Regions from separate parts of the Mus musculus genome. Here regions 1, 3, 4, 5 and 6 are each linked to region 2. A link is a contact called in public Hi-C and HiChIP or PLAC-seq data. All regions are on one chromosome and are shown on one strand. The core of a region is the stretch at or near the end of the contact, and the rest is flanking DNA. Distances in the headings are between cores, read along the strand shown. Region 1 overlaps Babam2 (BRISC and BRCA1 A complex member 2). Region 2 overlaps Rbks (ribokinase). Region 3 overlaps Babam2 (BRISC and BRCA1 A complex member 2). Region 4 overlaps Babam2 (BRISC and BRCA1 A complex member 2). Region 5 overlaps Babam2 (BRISC and BRCA1 A complex member 2). Region 6 has its middle 8.7 kb from the start of Gm36665.

Evidence for each region. Hi-C and Micro-C count contacts between places; a contact is called where the count stands out from the background. HiChIP or PLAC-seq counts read pairs in DNA pulled down with a chosen protein or histone mark.
Region 1: a FOXA1 HiChIP or PLAC-seq map of pancreatic cancer cells shows a contact between it and region 2. The contact joins two enhancer-like sites. A contact is called at or near these places in 1 of 484 Hi-C or Micro-C datasets (bone marrow-derived macrophages), 7 of 115 datasets of contacts at active chromatin or transcription factors (acute myeloid leukemia, cardiomyocytes, embryonic stem cells and 2 more) and 3 of 9 other capture datasets (adipose tissue, embryonic stem cells and liver).
Region 3: an HNF4G HiChIP or PLAC-seq map of pancreatic cancer cells shows a contact between it and region 2. The contact joins two enhancer-like sites. A contact is called at or near these places in 1 of 39 promoter capture datasets (cranial neural crest), 1 of 484 Hi-C or Micro-C datasets (nephron progenitors), 4 of 115 datasets of contacts at active chromatin or transcription factors (the NIH/3T3 cell line, embryonic stem cells and pancreatic cancer cells) and 1 of 9 other capture datasets (pancreatic islet).
Region 4: a FOXA1 HiChIP or PLAC-seq map of pancreatic cancer cells shows a contact between it and region 2. The contact joins two enhancer-like sites. A contact is called at or near these places in 1 of 484 Hi-C or Micro-C datasets (myocytes), 5 of 115 datasets of contacts at active chromatin or transcription factors (acute myeloid leukemia, embryonic stem cells, extraembryonic endoderm stem cells and 2 more) and 2 of 9 other capture datasets (adipose tissue and liver).
Region 5: a FOXA1 HiChIP or PLAC-seq map of pancreatic cancer cells shows a contact between it and region 2. The contact joins two enhancer-like sites. A contact is called at or near these places in 5 of 115 datasets of contacts at active chromatin or transcription factors (acute myeloid leukemia, epiblast stem cells, extraembryonic endoderm stem cells and 2 more) and 2 of 9 other capture datasets (adipose tissue and liver).
Region 6: a Hi-C map of bone marrow-derived macrophages shows a contact between it and region 2, with 20 read pairs. The contact joins two enhancer-like sites. A contact is called at or near these places in 1 of 484 Hi-C or Micro-C datasets (bone marrow-derived macrophages) and 6 of 115 datasets of contacts at active chromatin or transcription factors (the HPC-7 cell line, embryonic stem cells, epiblast stem cells and 2 more).

Annotation. Positions count from the first base shown.
Region 1 is chr5:32,068,640-32,071,436 of GRCm38.p6, forward strand. All of the region lies in intron 11 of Babam2 (BRISC and BRCA1 A complex member 2), which reads left to right. Among named protein-coding and RNA genes, the nearest start is that of Gm40277, 20 kb to the right of the region's middle. Within about 2 kb of position 1,377, at least 43 of the 459 cell types and tissues checked have an H3K27ac peak or open chromatin away from gene starts, as enhancers often do. A contact at or near this core is called in pancreatic cancer cells, where this site is marked.
Region 2 is chr5:31,635,815-31,638,514 of GRCm38.p6, forward strand. All of the region lies in intron 7 of Rbks (ribokinase), which reads right to left. All of the region lies in intron 2 of Gm38424 (a long non-coding RNA gene), which reads left to right. Among named protein-coding and RNA genes, the nearest start is that of Mrpl33, 23 kb to the left of the region's middle. Within about 2 kb of position 1,282, at least 95 of the 459 cell types and tissues checked have an H3K27ac peak or open chromatin away from gene starts, as enhancers often do. A contact at or near this core is called in the NIH/3T3 cell line, bone marrow-derived macrophages, myocytes and 1 more, where this site is marked.
Region 3 is chr5:32,014,724-32,017,808 of GRCm38.p6, forward strand. The region is part of intron 10 of Babam2 (BRISC and BRCA1 A complex member 2); the gene reads left to right. Among named protein-coding and RNA genes, the nearest start is that of Gm52770, 17 kb to the left of the region's middle. Within about 2 kb of position 1,433, at least 38 of the 459 cell types and tissues checked have an H3K27ac peak or open chromatin away from gene starts, as enhancers often do. A contact at or near this core is called in the NIH/3T3 cell line and pancreatic cancer cells, where this site is marked.
Region 4 is chr5:31,966,638-31,969,579 of GRCm38.p6, forward strand. The region is part of intron 7 of Babam2 (BRISC and BRCA1 A complex member 2); the gene reads left to right. Among named protein-coding and RNA genes, the nearest start is that of Gm52770, 31 kb to the right of the region's middle. Within about 2 kb of position 1,479, at least 67 of the 459 cell types and tissues checked have an H3K27ac peak or open chromatin away from gene starts, as enhancers often do. A contact at or near this core is called in myocytes and pancreatic cancer cells, where this site is marked.
Region 5 is chr5:31,934,634-31,937,462 of GRCm38.p6, forward strand. The region is part of intron 7 of Babam2 (BRISC and BRCA1 A complex member 2); the gene reads left to right. Among named protein-coding and RNA genes, the nearest start is that of Gm52770, 63 kb to the right of the region's middle. Within about 2 kb of position 1,453, at least 41 of the 459 cell types and tissues checked have an H3K27ac peak or open chromatin away from gene starts, as enhancers often do. A contact at or near this core is called in pancreatic cancer cells, where this site is marked.
Region 6 is chr5:32,110,968-32,113,715 of GRCm38.p6, forward strand. No RefSeq gene overlaps it. Among named protein-coding and RNA genes, the nearest start is that of Gm36665, 8.7 kb to the right of the region's middle. Within about 2 kb of position 1,439, at least 75 of the 459 cell types and tissues checked have an H3K27ac peak or open chromatin away from gene starts, as enhancers often do. A contact at or near this core is called in bone marrow-derived macrophages, where this site is marked.

The sequences.
Region 1 (2,797 bases), core at 127-2,626, 430 kb after region 2:
ATCCAAACCAGGTCCTTAGCTAGAGCAACCTGCATATCTAAAAGTAGGATCGACTCTCCTTGTCTCTCAGGTAATAAAAGCTCTATCTAGAGGACCTCGGGCAGAGCCAGCAGTGCAGATAGTCCCCACTGTGTGGGAGTGGGAGTGGGAGAGGCAGGAGGAATGTCACATGCTGATCTGCACATCCCTCCCAGCTCTCAGTGTCCCTAAACACAACACAGCTCAGACCTGCCTGCCTCAGGCTTCAAAGTTCCATGGAGGATTTTTCTTTTCAGAACATTCTCGCAGACAGTTGGTAGAAGAGGCCTCAGAGGCCTAGTAACTTATCTCACTGAAGAAGAGCCAGCCTCAGAGTCAATGAGTGCCTCCTCTACAGGGTTCCTCCTGAATTTGAGAGAGCAACCCTCATCCCCCATGTGGGATGCTAATGGACTGGCTGGTCACTGCACCAAGAATCTGAGACTAGAGAAGGCAGTTCAGGAGGAGGCGCTCTGCCCCAGTTCCGAATCTCTTCTGTCTTCTGCTTTGGGCCCTTAGTGATTATTCAGGGGATCTGAGAGTTCCAGGCACTCTTGTTTCTGAATAGTTTCTGTGGATTGCAGGATAAGCCCTCCCTAGGGCCGGTGCTCCCTCCTTTGAGACACCACGCTAGGCTATGTATTTGGATCCCTCTCTTGAAGGCAGTGGCTAAGCCCTAACAGACCATGCTGCTGGGAATGGTGGATTCCCTGAGACCAGGCTGATCCTAGCCTGCCTGGTGCACACTTCCTTGCTACATTCTCTGCCCCACCCTGACCAAGTGTTCTGTGGTTGCAATGGAAAAATCCACCTTAAAGAAGATAGTTTTAAACATCAGCTTCAGGAAGATTCTGTGTAACCTGAGGTGAGAATTAAAGCAAAGCAGGTTTAGGTTTGGGCAGAATCGAGTACCCTTGTGCCTGAGAGTGACTTTGACCTCTTATTCCTCCCAGACTGATTATCCAGCTGCCAGAGAGTTCTTAGACGAATCACTTCATTAAATAGTGTCACTGGCAAGGTGATATTAGCCCTAAGACCAGTTTTATCTGGACGTTCTGAAAGCACACTTGACTGTTCAGGCAGAGACGGCCCACGTGAACCGCAAGCTTGATCATGGGATCTTCCTTTCTTCATTTTCTTGTTCTTGCCTCAGCCTGTCAGGAGACCAAGAAAACTTGTTTTGAAAATGCTTGACAGCCAAAACAACCTGTTCTCAGCCGGACAAGAGGGCTTGTCCTCCCTGACCATTTCTGTGCAATTAGACAAACTGCTGACTGGAAAAAACGAATTTGCTGCTTTCTTCTCCTATTGTCCACAGACAAGTGCAGTGGCTTTCCAGTTCCTTTTGGCTTCTTTCCACAGCCCTTCTCCTGAGGCACTCTTAGACTGTGTCTGAGTCTCGCTGATTAGTGACCACGAGCAGCATACACTAGGAAAGCCACAACCCCTTCTTCCATCAGTGCGAGATGAGTTGTGTATCCCATCTTAGACAGATTGGACCCAAACAGAGATGTTTAACCTGTGATTTTCCATTCAATTGTTAGTCCCTTCTTGTAGGGTGAAAGTCTTATTTAAAATCTCCAATTATCCAAGTAGCCATCTTTCCTTCAACTTTGTTGGCTCTTGGGCCTGCTCTGTTCCCACCATGAAGCCTTGCAAATTCAGTCTTGGACAGCAGCATAATTCCCTGAGGGAATTCACCTCTACACAGAGAAGGTGCAGACTAGATAAGGGATCAGTGAACAGTCAGAGATCTGCACTACCAGCGCCTGTTTTTATGAATAAAGTTTTATTAGAACATAGCTACCCCTGTCCATTTACATCTTGTCTACAGCCATGATCAGTTCAGAGCAGATACGAGTTATTGTGACAGAGATTTGACCTACAAGCTGAAAATATCTAATGTCTGACTCTTTACAGAATATGTGTTGACCTTTAAACTGGAAGTGCTCTGAGTTCTAACAAGGACTCTGGTCCCTAAAGTAGGTACCAAGGAGCTGACTAGGAAATAGGTCTCTCCTTCTCCCCATAGTTGGCACTACAGAGCATGCTCTGTGAAGTGCATAAAGGGTGGGGAGCTTACTCCCCTTTGTTTTTACAGGTTTTTTTTTTCTGTATGTCTGTGTTTGTTCATTGGTCTGGTGGCTCTGACACACATGGTGTCTACCAGATTTAGATGGGGGCAGGGGGCCAACACCCTCCTTGCTGCGTGGGACTGATTGTCTTCAGCGGCTTGGTTCAAGGTGGGACACCCATGTGTACCTACATGGAAGGGAATGCTGATTTGAATACTGACTCATCTGCTTGGTAAACACAGTGGGTAAGGGAACCACATGCTGTCTTCAAGAGCCCAGATGCCCAACCCTCTCCCACCCCTGCTCTGTCTGGATTCGCCTTCTCTCCCAGTCTGAGCAGTGGGATGGGGAAGAAGGCCAAAAGTGCTGAAGTGATTGGTAAGCTCTAGTAAGAAACCAGGAAGGGCTCCTAAGGGACCCCCTAAAATGTGAGCTAGGGGGAAAACCAGTGAGGCTCCTAAAGGACCTCTAACGTGAGAGCTAGGAAGCACCTATTTTTTTTTTAACCTTTTTGCACTCAAAGCCAATGCAAACAAGGGTGTCATTTATAGAATTCACTTCCCAATGAATTTACTTTGCGAGCTTCTGTTATATACCAGCTCTTTACTGACCAAAACTGCAAACTTGGTCTGCAGGAAAGCTTGTGCAGACTAGGAAAGGCTGCCTCTGCCCCCTTTAGGTTGGTAGTTTCACTAGTAGCTTGG
Region 2 (2,700 bases), core at 32-2,531:
TGAGAAGGATGAATGGGAGGTCAAGTGTGAAACCAAAGGGAGCTAATGCTCCAGTGTTCTCAGGCCCAAAGAGGCCGAGGTGAGATTAAAGGGGACACTGGTCTCCCTGTTTTCACTACATTGATTATACTTCAACTACTGTGCAGCAAAAAGCTCTAGATTCTTCGCTTGTTGGTACCCTGCCTTTATTTGTAAGATAACAGGTGATAATAACAACCGTATCACTGGGATTTTATTTAAAATTGAGTCACAGCCAAGAGAAGCCCCTGCTGGATACAGTACTCTGAGAGCTCTCAGGTTTCCCCGTGTACAGGGCTGTGGTGTTCAGGTTGGCTGCCCTCTGATTGGTGACACATGGCTCCTGGATTGACAGAGGTCATTTGCTGGCTCCCCATGGGCCTGCCCGTGTATTGGGGTTCTCTTTCAGCCTCACCAGTCAGTGATGGCCTCTTTCTGGCCAGTCACACCAATTCTGGAACATCTTGATGGGGTGGTCTGAAGTAACACTTGCATCCAAAAGATCTCATATAAAATGCAGACTTATCCAATAACATACACAGCAGACAACCCTGTACCCCTTCGTGCCCCTCACCCTACTTCCAGTCCAAGCTGGAGCCCAAAGGGACACCATATATTCAGCAATCTCTGAGAACCCTTCTCTAGCTTCACTTTCTACCTGAAACTCACTCTGTGCTGGGGGTAGAAATTTGGGGAAAGCTGTTTTGCCTGTTGCCTGCAGTCTAGGAAGCCAAGGAGAAAAATGGCTTATGGAGACTGAAAATAGGCTAAGACCTCTATTTGCCCAAAAATGTCTGCGGTAAATGAATTCATTCTATAATTCAGAAAGGAGGGAAGGAATCCTGAGTGCAAGCTAAAAGAAGAAGAAAAGCCCTATTCTTCTTGCACTGTTAATCTGCTTTGTGCTTAAACAACTTTACATATCTGCGAATAAATGGCACTTAAAAACAAAGTGTCCGATAGTGACTCATTGGGCTAGAAAGACTGGCCTTGCCTTCTGTGGTCAGCAGTCTTTCTTCCTGTGACTCCAGCATTCTAGACAGAAACCAGTTACTCCAATATGACTTGGTATCCTACAGGCTTTGCTGAGACCGTCTCTGCCCAGCGCTCCTCTCCACCAGCTGCTTTCTTCTGTTTGAACTATTATCATTGTTCTCTGAGAACTGCTAAACATACGGAGCCGTTGGATTAGCACACAGCAAAGGCATCTGATAGCCTGAGCAGCAGCCGCAGGTCGCACCTCTACTCATGCACAGGGCTTAGAGTAATTAGTCATTGCACAATGTTGTATTCATGGCCTTTCTGCGCCTGAGCTGTTAGGCCACAAGCTCTGCAGCAGTTGCTGTTAGGAGAGGGTTTCTTTCTGGGTTATTTATAATGTCCCCACTTCCTCACAGTGACTGCCTCACCCCCTGCTCTTGAGCCAGGTCTACACTGTGAGGACAGTGAAGGGACTGGGCAAAATTGTTTGCAGACTCTAGCTATGCTGAAAGGTGGAGCGGGTGATTCACTGCCAATGGCTTGAACCTGGTCTGTCTACACAACCCAAATCCAGCATGCCCTGCCTCACAGTCTCTGACAGGAATGGTTATATGGAGCCTGTTTCAGTCAGAAGGGAGCTGGTCTCTAAAGTATGCATTAGAGGGAAACTACCTGAGTATTGTGCTGGGAGGTATTTGAACGATGGATATTTATTACTCATTATTTATATGCATTCTATGCTATTCATTTTTAGTATATTTATTATTACATTCCAGCAGGTATTTAAGTGAAGGTAGGTTTCTGTTCTCAGTGCCTGTCTGCTGAAGAGAGAATTACCAGAAGGCAGGTACACAAGCCTACGAAAGACACACGCAGCCACTTGTGTTTGGAGTTTGGTTGTTACACTTCTGCCTCTATTACCATGGCTGGGTTTACTCTGTGGGAACTGGCTTCAGTCATAAGGTGAATCAGGATCCCAAAACATTTGAAAACCACAGAGACCAACGGAATGAAGTTTGTTTTTCCCACAAAATGTCCATCTTGTTGTCCTCTGCCACCCACAGGTGGAGTAAGCTGGCCTGTGAGCCCTAAGGCTTTGCCTGCTTCTGCCTTCCTAGGACTAGCATTGCAAACACACACTTGGCTTTTAAAGTATACATTGGTGAGAACCACTTTCCAGATCTCCCTGGTCCCTGTTGTTTGATTTCTTAAGGGCAGCTGTTCAGACTGGGGACAAATGGAAGTTCTCACCTCCCCCACAACTAGGGTTTCTTTGTGTAGCCCTGGCTGTCCTGAATCCCACTCTATAGACCAGGCTGGCCTTGAACTCAGAGATTAGTCTGCCTCTGCCTCCCAAATGCTGGGATTAAAGGCGTGCACCACTATCTCCTGGGTCAAATGGAATTTCAATACAGGTTTTTTGTTTGCTTGCTTGCTTCAGGGTCTTATATAGCTTAGGCTGGCCTTGAACTCAATACGTAGCTGAGGCTGACCTTAAACTCCTAATCCTCCTACTTCTACTCCCCAAATGCTGGGATTACAGGTCTATGGCACCATACCTAACTAAAAATCTGGTATGGTATCATGTGACCACAATCCCTGCAATCCTGTCCTCGGAGATGATGAGGGTAGGAGAATCTTGAGACCCACTGTAGTACATTATGTAAACACACTCATACACATACACACCTCTTTGTTTAT
Region 3 (3,085 bases), core at 183-2,682, 380 kb after region 2:
GCCCCCTCCAAATATTGCATGTAATCAAAAATTAAAATAAAAAAACACTGCAAGGCCTAGTGGTACCAGCTTATATTCCAGCTACATCAGGAGTCTGAGGCTGGAAGGACCCACAAGTCCATGCTAAGGATCCGGTACAATGTACATTCAAGACCAACCTGAGTCCCATCTCAAAATGTAAAAAGTAAGCTGTCTGTATAGCTTATGGTAGAACACTTGCCAAGCACATGCAAGAACGTGAGATCACGCCCCAGTGCACGAGCAATAGAGAAAGTAACAAGCACAGGTGAAAGCAGAAGTCGCCCAGGCTCCTTGTGTGTGCAACACCTGCACTGCAGCTTTGTCTCTTGTCTCTTCTCCCAAACCTCCTTGTCATTTGCTTTTAGAATTCTCTGGAGTATTTTGAAGCAAGTGTAAACCACATCTCTTGTATCGTCTATGAATACTTCCGTATGCATCTGTGTGTATCTCTAACAGTGGTGATTTCTAAGGAATGCATCCTACATTCTTATAGCTAATTCTTTAACGTCAGGTAATTCTCAGTCTGCCTATAAGCTTCCCTGTTGGTCTCAGATATGCCTTCTTCTTTGCAAGGTTTATTCTTGTGCATGAGATTGTGTGCATTATATGCATGCAGGTGACCACAGAGTCCAACGGGTACTGGATCCCCTGGGTCTGGAGTTACACACAGTGTAAAGCTGCTGACGTGTGTTGAAAATTGAATCCAGATCCTGTGGAAGATCAGTAGCACTCTCCACCACTGAGCCATCCCTCCAGTCCCTCGGACATATTGTCTTTACAGCTAGCTTGTCCAGATCAGGATCCAAAACAGGATCCCTGAATCTCGGAAGTGTCCCTAAAGAAAAGCGGTGGTCCTCAGTTATGGACATCACCTTCTATTTTTCTTTTCAGAGTATGGTTAAGAAAATCTGCTGAGGTAAGAAACTGTTAAGAGTATCAATTCACCCTTAAAAGAGGCAAGATCTTACCCTATGTAATACCTGACATTGCAGAGAGTTACTAGCTACCTCACTTAGACTATGAGCCATTCAATCTTTACGTCAGCTTTGAATAGAATTTTTAGCAGTTACAGAATGTATTTGTCAGCTCTGCTACTATAGAATTTACAATATTTGCTTTATAGTGGGACCACACGGATATAATGTTTTTCTTGTTTTCTGTTGTATAGTGTGTTTTGAGGTCTGTACATGTTGGCTTATGTGTTTTAGAGTTGCGTCCTTGTTGGTTACTGAGTAGTATTCCACCCCAGATAGTGAATATTGGTTTTTTTGCAGTATCTGGTGATTACGAATAGTGCTCCTTGGATGTAATTTAAGGGAGATCTTTGTTTTGACAATGCTTTTAGTTCTGCTTAGTTAACTGTGGGGTAGGAATGCTGAGTCACCCATCCAGTGTGTGTTTAACTCAGTCATCCACCACCATGCTGTAAAGCAGTGTGACTCTTTACAGTCTTCCCGACAGAGCGTGAGGTTTCTGTTCTTTCGCATGCCTTCCGGCTCTCGCTATCATCAGTCTCTAATCGCAGCCACAGTGGGGTCTGAGAGACTGTCCTGGGGTTTTTAATATGCAATCCCTCATGTGCAGTGCTGCTGAGTGCTCTGTGTGCTAACCACCGAGGGAGTGTGTGGGAAATGGGAGGGTCTGTTGAAATCTTTTTTCTGTTTTTAATTGGCATGTTATTATCTCATTTTTCAGTTTTTGAGCTCCCCTCCCCTTGTCCTGGGAATCAAACACAGAGCCTCCAGCATGTTGGGCAAATGCTATACCATGGGGCCTTATCCCTATCTATGACTTAAGAATTCTTTATAAACTTGGCTGGGATCCATTTGTCAGTAACGTGTTCTATAAACTTTAACAGAGCCATTTGTTATTTGTTTGTTTGTTTAACTGCATCTTTCCAAAAACTACATTTACAATTTTTATGAGGTCTCTTTTTATCACTTCTTAATTTTATAGAACATTTTTTTGCATCCTGCTTAATTAAGTCACCTAATCCAATTCAAATTTTCCTAAATTAAATTAATTTTTTTGAGATGGTATCACTGGAAGTCCAGACTTCTCCTCGACAAGCTTTGAGCAGCAGTAGCAGCATGGTAGGCAGAGAGCCCACCCTAATTAAGTTGTTTCCTTGTAGAAAGTTCATAGTTTTAATTCATGAATACAGGTCTGTATTCTGCCTCAACTTTATGTATGGTGTGAAGTGAGGGACATGATTTGTATATATTTTTTTTTAATTTTCATTCTAGAAACATTGATCAAAAAGACCCAATTTCCCCCACTGAATTGCTTTAGTATCTTTGTAAAAATATTAGTGGACCATGTGAGTTTCAGGTCAGCCTGGGCTACATAGTGAGTTCCAGATTAGCATATTCTAAATACCATGAGCTTTCAGAGAAGGCAGTTATTTTTGCTTTTATGTTGAGCTTTAGTTGATTCCTTAGGATTTTTAGATACATGATCATATTATCAAGAAATGGAGAGCTGGGAATATCAGTCAGAGTGTCTGCCTACTATGAATGAGGGCCCGAGTTCAAATCCAGCACTGAGATAGATGGAGAGACGCTGTCTTACTTCTTCCTTGCTCTATGCCTCCTTTTCTTCCTCCTTCCTTGCCTTCCCCCACCCCTCCCTTTCTTCCTTCTTCCCTGTGGCCTCCAGGTAGACCTGCGAAGGTGTCTACTCATTGCACAGTCATTTGACCTTCTTGTGCTTCAGGCATTTTTAAGCCATGGGGATGCCAGGATGCTTGGGATCTTCTCTGAAATGGCTCACATTCTTGGGGCAAATGAACATATAAACCATACAGACATGATAGTGCATACCTGTAATGCCCACACTTGGGAGGCTCAGGGGCTAGGATCACAAGTGTACAATGAGACTCAGTCTCAAAAGCCAAACAAACACAACTTAACAATGAAACATTCTTTAAAGTATAATGCTAGGTATCCACCAGCTATCATGGGAACACGGGGTAGGACACCCAACTTACTAAAGCAGGAGGGCTGGAAGAGCACTTTAGGCAGACAGATTAGCACAAGCAAAGATCCTGAGAGAAGAAATGGTC
Region 4 (2,942 bases), core at 229-2,728, 330 kb after region 2:
GAGCGCTGCTAAAGCCCATCAATATTCCACCTGCTGCTCACTCTGCTTCCTGCCTAGCCATGTGCCCTTTGGAATATCTTTCAGTCTAGATGAAGGGGCATCTTTTGGACATATTGCTTTCAGAGGTTCCATTAGTTTCTAATGCACACACGAGGCAATGCTGGCTTTTTAATTCCACGCTTACCTAACTCAAGCCCTGTGTAAGACTACCATTGTTCTTTATCCTTTCATTGCTGTTTGACTCCACTCTTGCAACACTCCTTGACTCTGTGTACAGCTGTCACCACAGCCACCCCCACGACTACTACAGAGAGGGAGAGAACAGCAGGTGACGTTCCTTGAGTGTTTGTGTGTGCCAAGCCCTGGCTTCAGTGCCTTACACGTGGATCTTGTTTTCAGCTCCACATTGTTCCTGGGAAGTGGGTGCTGTGACCTCTCACTGAGTGGCAGAAGAGATTGAAGCACCTTTCAGACTCTAGATCTGAGGACTTGACCCTATATCAGTCTCTTCCATGAACACTTACAGATGAGATGGCTCAGAAAACAAAACTGACTCACTATTATAGGCCCAGTAAAACATGAACAACAGAAATGCTTAGTGTGCTTGAACAAGAGCTCTCTTTAGTGTCACACCATGCTGTGACAGCTACTCAGTAAGTTTGGTACTTGGAGATCCTTGAAAAGAAAACTAAAGTACAAGGATGTGTATAAAAGATAGAGATTTTTGTGAAATTTCTAGTTATCTCCAAGGGATTTTAAGTCTGGTGGCATAGGCTGTGAACCAGGTCAAACTGCTGCATTGTTCTTTATTTAGCACGAATTTCTTACCTACTGCTGACGACTGGTAATGTCTCTGATTCAGGATGTTGTTTGCTGCTGGGTTTGGTTTTGTTAAGTTTTCTCTCTTCACAAATGGAAGGAAATGTGTTTTCCCTGAATATATCGTCATTTCATGTAGAGCCTGAGAGAAGAGGCAGTGTGTGTAGGCATATCCACATGGGATTTGACAAACCTGCCCAGATGGGCAGGGGCCCAAGATTGCCCAGTGGAGCCAGGGTTGAGTAGCAACCTGTAACCCAGCACACACAGCCCTACCTTCCCAATGACCTGATTGCAGGCTGCATGCCTCTTTCTCCTGGTGAACTCTTGGTGCCTTTCCTCCGAGCACCTGGAGGCGGGCAGGTGCTTCTGGCTCTAGCTCTGCCTTTACTGGTCCTGGCTCCACTAGCCCAGAGTGTACAGAGTAGCCAAATTAGGTCCCAGGAGCCTTTAAAAATATCGTGTTTTGATATACTTGGCCAGCTCAGTTATCCACAACTGTCTACTCCTGCAGTTCAGAGATCCATTAGTGGCTAAAGTCTGGTAAGGTGGGTGTTTGTCTCCATAGCAGGAAGTCAACAGTCAGTGTTGCTCCCGTCGCCTGATCATTCCTTTCAGGTGGGGTGGGGCCTGGTGATGATTGCCATGTTTACCTCTGAGGTAATGTTTTCTGTAGTCACAGTGTTGGGTGGAGAAGGGCCTGATTACCAGTAGTAATCTGCTAGGGTTGCTGGCCTGCAAGCTGCAGGTGGGAACCCTGCCAGTACCAGAGACTTTGGACTTCTGCATGATGTTTAGAAGGCGCAGCCCAGGGACAAAGAGCCAGCCTGGACATTGCAATCATTTTCAAGTTTCTAGTCACTGAATTAGAAGCATTACCCACTGAGAGACGACCAGGGTAGCAGACATGAGGCAAGTGCTGGGGCTGTACTGCTGTCACGTGGTTTATTCATTCATCCCATGTGTCCTCACCGAGCAGCTGTCATACATTTGGTCAGCCACATAGCACTCCTGACTCCCCACAGCTCTCCTGAACATGCATTCAGAGGCATTTGGCCTGCTGTTAGAGTGTCTTGACACTGGGAAGCAGTGGTTTCAGAATCAAGTTACACCTTGCAGACTGAAATCATTTTACCTGCAGTGGAGAGTATAAGAGGGAGTCTGTTTCCCTACTATTTTTTAGATAAAATTATTTAGTAAAATAATCTCAAAATATACATCCATATGTGTGCATGTATAGTGTGTGTGTGTGTGTGTGTGTGTGTGTGTGTGTGTAGACAGACAGAGCTTAGATTACAGAGGTCTTAAAGCTGAGGCCACAGATACTTGGGGGTAATCAGACCCTCACTGTAGTATCTAAAAGACAAACTCCATAAATGTGGCACCCCTGGGCTCACAGGCACTGTGGTTTTCTGTAAGTCCATCCAGCTCTTCAGTATTTAACTTGTTGAACAAGAAAAGTGTGCAAGGCTTCCTGGGCAGGGGTGACCTCTCTGGGCCGTCTCAGTACTCTTGCACCTTCTACTAATTAGATGTATAATATCTATTATGTGCCAGAATAGAGTCCAATCTTGTAGTGAACTGCAAAGAGAACATGTTTCTATCCTTGAGCTGTTCATCGTCTAGGGAGAGAGAATACTATAATATAATAAATGGCAGCAGTTGGAAGTGTTGCTTGACCTAGGAACCCAGCACACTCAAGGACCAGGAAGAACTCTGGTAACTTTCTGGTGTACTAGGGATGGGAGTTCCCACCAAGGTGTGATGGTGGCTGAGCTGAGCAGTTAAAAAAGACCTTAGAAATTACCTTTCTAATGGTATGTTACAGTAATATTCATTGTCAAACTACATTTTATCTAGTGATAATCTTTACTTTGGCTTTTTTTAATTTTATTTTTATTTTTTTAATCCTTTTTTACAGTGCAGACTTCATCCCCCTCTCTGTCTGCCCCTCCCTGTCCCATAACCCACCCTCATCTCCATGAGGATGTCCCTACACCCACACCTCACCAGGCCTCCCCACTCCAGGGGCCTCAAGTCTCTTGAGGGTTAGGTGCATCTTCTTTGATTGAGTCCAGATCCAGCAGTGCTCTGCTGTATATGTGCCGGGGCCTCATATCAGC
Region 5 (2,829 bases), core at 203-2,702, 300 kb after region 2:
GAGCCTGTGAAGGGCTCTGTCAGGTTTCAGTGAACAGATGTTTATCCCACAACGCTTCCCCTCTTCTTGGGGTTTGTCTAGTGCATTACAGAAAAAAGGAAGAAAAAGAAACCTTAAACTGTTTACACTAATTATCCCCTTTTGCTGCTCTTGCTTGTTTTGTTTTGCTCTTTCTTTTTCCCATACATTAAGAAGTCTTCATGTGAGGAAGTTCTGCCCAGCTGCTCTCTGGAATGGACCCTTCCATAGCTTAAACTGGGAACCTTTTGTTCTTGGATCTGAGTACAGCTCAGCTCGCCTTGTCACATGTGTGTTGGTGCACTGGCTTCCAAGAAGTTTATAGGCTTTTTCTCAACCCATTTCCTTCTTACCCCAAAGATAATCTGCTTCTATGACTTTCCTTCAAGTAAACAACTCCAGATCCCTTCATTGTATCTGTTCTCCCTGTGGCTCAGTCAGTACTTTATGCAGCCAGGCCGCTCTGAAGCCTGTGCTTAAGTTCGGTGCGTTCCGTGCCACCGTCCTAGCTATTAAATACTAAGTCAAACCCTTTCTTCTGTCTCTCTTTTGTTCATGTGTTCACTTACTTTTTCATTTCCTTTGTTCAAGAAATACACATATATATTTAGCTCCTGCTGTGTACCAGGTACAGCTCTGGGTACAAAGGAGTCAGCAATAAGTAAAACCAGACGTGGTCTTGGCCTTCAAGGAATTCCCATTGTAGTGAGGGAGAAAGGCATATAAAGGATTAATTACAATTCAAGGTGATGCACACTATAATAGTAGAGTTCAAAGTTCTTTGAAGAATGGCAAGAGTGTAATTGGCTCTGCCTCAGGCATCAAAAATACCTTCCCAGACTATTTGACATGTGTTTATTCTAGACATAGAACAGCATATATGGAAGATGTGTTTGCAAAATGGTAAATGGTCCAGAGAGGCCAGTAACTAGGATATAAGAAATGATGAAGGTAAAGCTGAGAACTCAAGGTGGGCAGCAGCCTAGCTCACTTATTTTGCAAATAAGGCTTAAAAATCATTCATATATATAATATACATATATATTATATATGCATATATACACACACACATATATCTTTCAGAAAAGAGAAGGTACGAGCAATGACAACTTTTAAACACACACTCAATGTGTTTAAAATGAGTGAGTCACACACTCAATGTCATAGGCTCAGTTGTATTTGCTTAAAATCCATATGCTCTGGTCCCATCCCCAAGACCTCAGAAAGTGACTGTATTGGAGATGGGTCCTTTCAGTGGATGTTAAGTTAAATTGACGTTGTTTAGGAGTGTTTTAGTCAGTAGGGCTGGGGTCCTTACCAGAAAAGGAAGATGAGAGGCAGAGGGAGAAGTCTATGAAAGCATGCTGAGAAGAGACTCAGCAGCCAGCACTTTACCTCTAAACCAGGAAGTGCACTTCTGTGTTCAGTGACTCAGTCTGTGTGCACTTAGTTATAGGAGCCTTGAAAAAAATGGATACACTCAACATTGTGATTTATAGGGGGCTGGAGAGATGACTCAGCGGGTAAGAGCACTGACTGCTCTTCCAAAGGTCCTGATTTCAAATCCCGGCAACCACATGGTGACTCACAACCACCCATAATGAGACCTGAAGCCCTCTTCTGGCGCATCTGAAAACAGCTACAGTGTACTTGTGTATAATAATAAATAAAATCTTTTTTTAAAAATTGTGATTTATAAATATGGTTATGTAGAGGGTGCTGGCTTGGGATGGACAGTTATGAGGAAGAGGAAACAGGACTAAGGTGCTGAGGCAACGTTCTAGGCTGCTGAGGGATTATACTTGTAAGATACCCTTTTAACCAAAATAGTGAATACCATAGAGAAGACACCTTTGGGAGAGTAGAGAGGAGCAGAACCCCAAACAGCACATTTAGATTTAGATCTGTCTGTTTCTGGTTTTACCTTGGGTAGCTGAGCTACTTGGGTGGTATCCAGGTGAATTTTCTTGCTGCTGGCCCTTGCTTGAGTTCTGCAGCAGGAGTGATAGTTTCCCGTTGTCTCTGTCCCTGCTTCACACTAGCTGGTATGGCCATGACTGCATCCTTCTCCTCTGGGCACGTTTCCACAGGGAGTCATCCCTGCAGCTGCAGTTCACTCGAGTTCAAGTCCTGGGCTACACAATGCCAGCCCACTGTTGTCAGGCCTGTGGTGTCTCTGCCTCTGGTTTGTTTCTTTAGCTCTGTGTTCAGCTTCAGTTGGCCCTTTGCATGCACCATCTCTCTCAGTGACTTGAAAGTACCTCCTTCTAGGCGGAAGTCCTAGAGACAGGAGGAAATGTATAATGACACTTGGAAAGAGTCTGAGTGTGAGTGTAGATTTGGTATTCTGTAGGTTAGGTCTGAACTGATTCATTGCCAATAGCAGTGAAAAGTGAAAGGGGTCATGGGTAGAATGCTGGAAAACTTAAACTCCTCAGGAATTGGCTAGCTTTGTAGCAAAGTTGGATTTTATTTATATAATTCCTTAAGTCTGATTACATGAATAAATGCAAGTGAATAATTCCGACTGAATATTCCCACTAGTAACATAACACTAAAGTATATGGTGGCATATGCCTGTAATTCCAAACTCAGGAGGGTAAGGCCAGGGGTCATGAGTTCCAGTTTCTGGCCCAGCTTGAGAACCAAGAGAGAAGCGGGGAGGGGCTAGAGACAGACAGACAGAGACAGATAGAAACTGATTTGTCATAAAGAAGGGAACCAATGAACAGTGGGTCAGTTTATAGAGAGTAAGTAGAATAACAAAAGTAACATTTACAAACCTCAGAAATATAATTATTAAAAACCCTA
Region 6 (2,748 bases), core at 189-2,688, 480 kb after region 2:
CCCACCCCCACCCCTACCCCCACAGTGTTGGCCTTCTCTGGGCACAATGCAAAGTCCCAACAAAGCCAGATTCCTCTCTCAAAGGGGCATCTGGATTCCCACACAGGGCTTCCCCCAACAGAGAGTTCCAGAGGCAAAGGCTGACAGAGACACGGGGACTAGGAGAGTGACCGGGCACAGATAAAGTAGGCCTGTCTCTGAGGCCACTGGGTCCTCTCTTGCCCTCCTTCTTCCATTACTGGCAGTGAAAATTTGAGTCCCCAAGAGGAGGCAGTTACAAAGGTAATTTTCGTGGTAATCCAGCCCAGGTCAACTGATCTGTTTTTCTATTAATTGTTTTCCCTAAAATTGCCTTGTTCTCTGAGTTCATGCAGAGCCCCCTCAGGAGCTATTTTATCATATCTGGTTTCTAAATGGTCATACAGCACTGGCTTTCTTACCTCAGGCATATCATGCCCTTCCTAAGGGACGAGGAGTCATTCTCGTCTGCTGGTTAAGCGAGTGGCTTCCGTGGAGGCCTTTCCGCTTTGGAAGTCTATGGAAGGACTTAAGGAGGAGCAGTGTGTGGAAGCCAGAGGCCTATCTGATAACGGGAAAAGGATGGGAAGGCAGCTTAACAGGGAGGCAGGGCAAGGCATGGGGCTCTCTTGCTCTGAAAAGGGGAGAGTGAGTGAGAACTCCCCCAACAATGTGGCAGACATCTTAACCTCCATGTATCTGTGCCACTGCGTCTGTCCTCCCCATCCCATCCCTACCCCCACCCCCCAAGGGGACAGAGGAGAGACAGATGACATGCCTAGGTAATGAACTAGCCCAGAAGGGGAAAGATAACACCTGGAGGATTACGGATGCTTAGAATTTAACACCTCCTTCTCTCAGATCCAGAACCTAGCAGATAGATCCCCTGGGGGAGGATCCTGCTTGCCTCTGCCTGGTGTGGTACTCCACATTGGGCTTGCCTAGACCTTTGGGGACTGAGAGAATGAGGAAGCATGTGGCCATTCCTCATACCTCCATTTTCTGATTGATTCCTTTTCTTACCAGTGTGCCTGCCTATCTTCTACCAGGGACTCTAAGCCCCCTAAAGGGAACTGCGTGAGGCTCCCAATAGTTAGTGGTCAAGTGTTCCTGGGTCTAGTCTGCATCTCCCAAATGCAATTCTTACATTTATATACGCCCCCTGACTCTCCGTGGCCTCACCCCAGCACCTAGGGGTACAGGGTTCACTGATTGTTTGTGGATTGTATGGGAAGAATGTTGAGCACAAAGTGCTGGGCTCCAGAGACCTGGATTCCAATCCTGTTCTGACACTCACCACCACCCTTACGGGTAAAGAAAGGCTAAACACTCAGAACTTCCGTTTCCTTGGCTGTACCATGAATGCTGAGCCGGACACAGAGAGAATAGCATTATCACTGTCAGTATTACTTGTCCTCTAGAGTCCTAGAAGGGCAGCTCTGCCTGGCAAACCCCTCTGCTGTGGGCAGCCCCACCCTTCCTGCTCCCCTCTCTGCCCCTCCCCAGTTCAGTGATGGGGTGTTTTTAGGATAAGCATCCAACACAAGCACTGTGCCTTGAGGAATGATGGCCCTACTCCCAAATGGGGGAGTCCCTGCCGAGACCCTGGAAAAGACCAGTGACCAGGGGCCTTTGCAAGTAGGACTATGGCCGGAAATGGGTTGGATGAGGCCTGTGGCAGTGGCTGGTTGCTTGGTTCCCATTTTAAATGAGGAACTGCCTAGACTGCCCACTTAACCACAGACAAGGGCCTCAGCTTTCTGCTTTCCTCTGTCTCTGAACTCCAGTGTCTGGGCTGTGTTCCTGGTCCTGCTAGGATGAGTGGGAAACTGCTCCCATCACCCCTCCTGCCTGTTCCTGTTTTGGCCGTGAGGATCCAGTTTCCAGCTGGGTCAGCTCTCTGCCCCTTTCTGCCCCTCGGATCCATTCAGCCTGGGAGCAGTGACCAAGCCTGTGGCGTTCAGTGGTCCTAGACTCCAGGCACTGGTGGGGATTGCCATGATTGTTTTATTACTGACCCACTGCATAGACAATGAGGTCTAGGTTTGCCCAAGGCCAAGCAGCTGATTTGGTAAGCCACTGAGATATCAGGCAGGATCTGGCTACCCCCAAGGCTGATTCAAAGACCTGGAAAGGAGAAAAGGGGAGGGAAGAAAGGAGAAAAGATAATGGGTTCTGTCCATGTGCAAGAACTAAGCAATTACCACCTAGAACTGCCTTTTCACTTTGCTGGAGGAACATTTAATTGCTTCCTACAAATAATAACAAAACACCGTGCAGTGCCGGGCTTGTTCTATGCAAGGACTAAGTACTTCACATCGTGAACTGGTCCCAGGCTTAGAGTCAGCAGACCTGTCCTCTCTCAGGAGTCCCAGCCATCCTGAGCACTGGCCCCTGTCATCCCACACTGGCCTCCAATCATGACCCTCTTGCTTTGGCATTAACTCAGACATCTTCTCTTCCTCCAGCTACAGAGATTTTTGACCCCAGTCGCCTACCCATCCAGCATCCTGACCTCCAGTTCTGTGGCCACTACAATCTGGACTGAAATTGTCTCTCCCTTCAGCAAGTGGCACCCCTGGTAGGAACTTTGACCTCGTCTTGGAGAGTTCCTTTCTTAAAATCCCCTCAGACTACGATATTCCTGCATCCACCTAGCCCCAGTTCCTCATAGGAAATACTTCCTCATTTTTTATAAAGTTCAAACATGTATGGCAACTTGCACCTGTA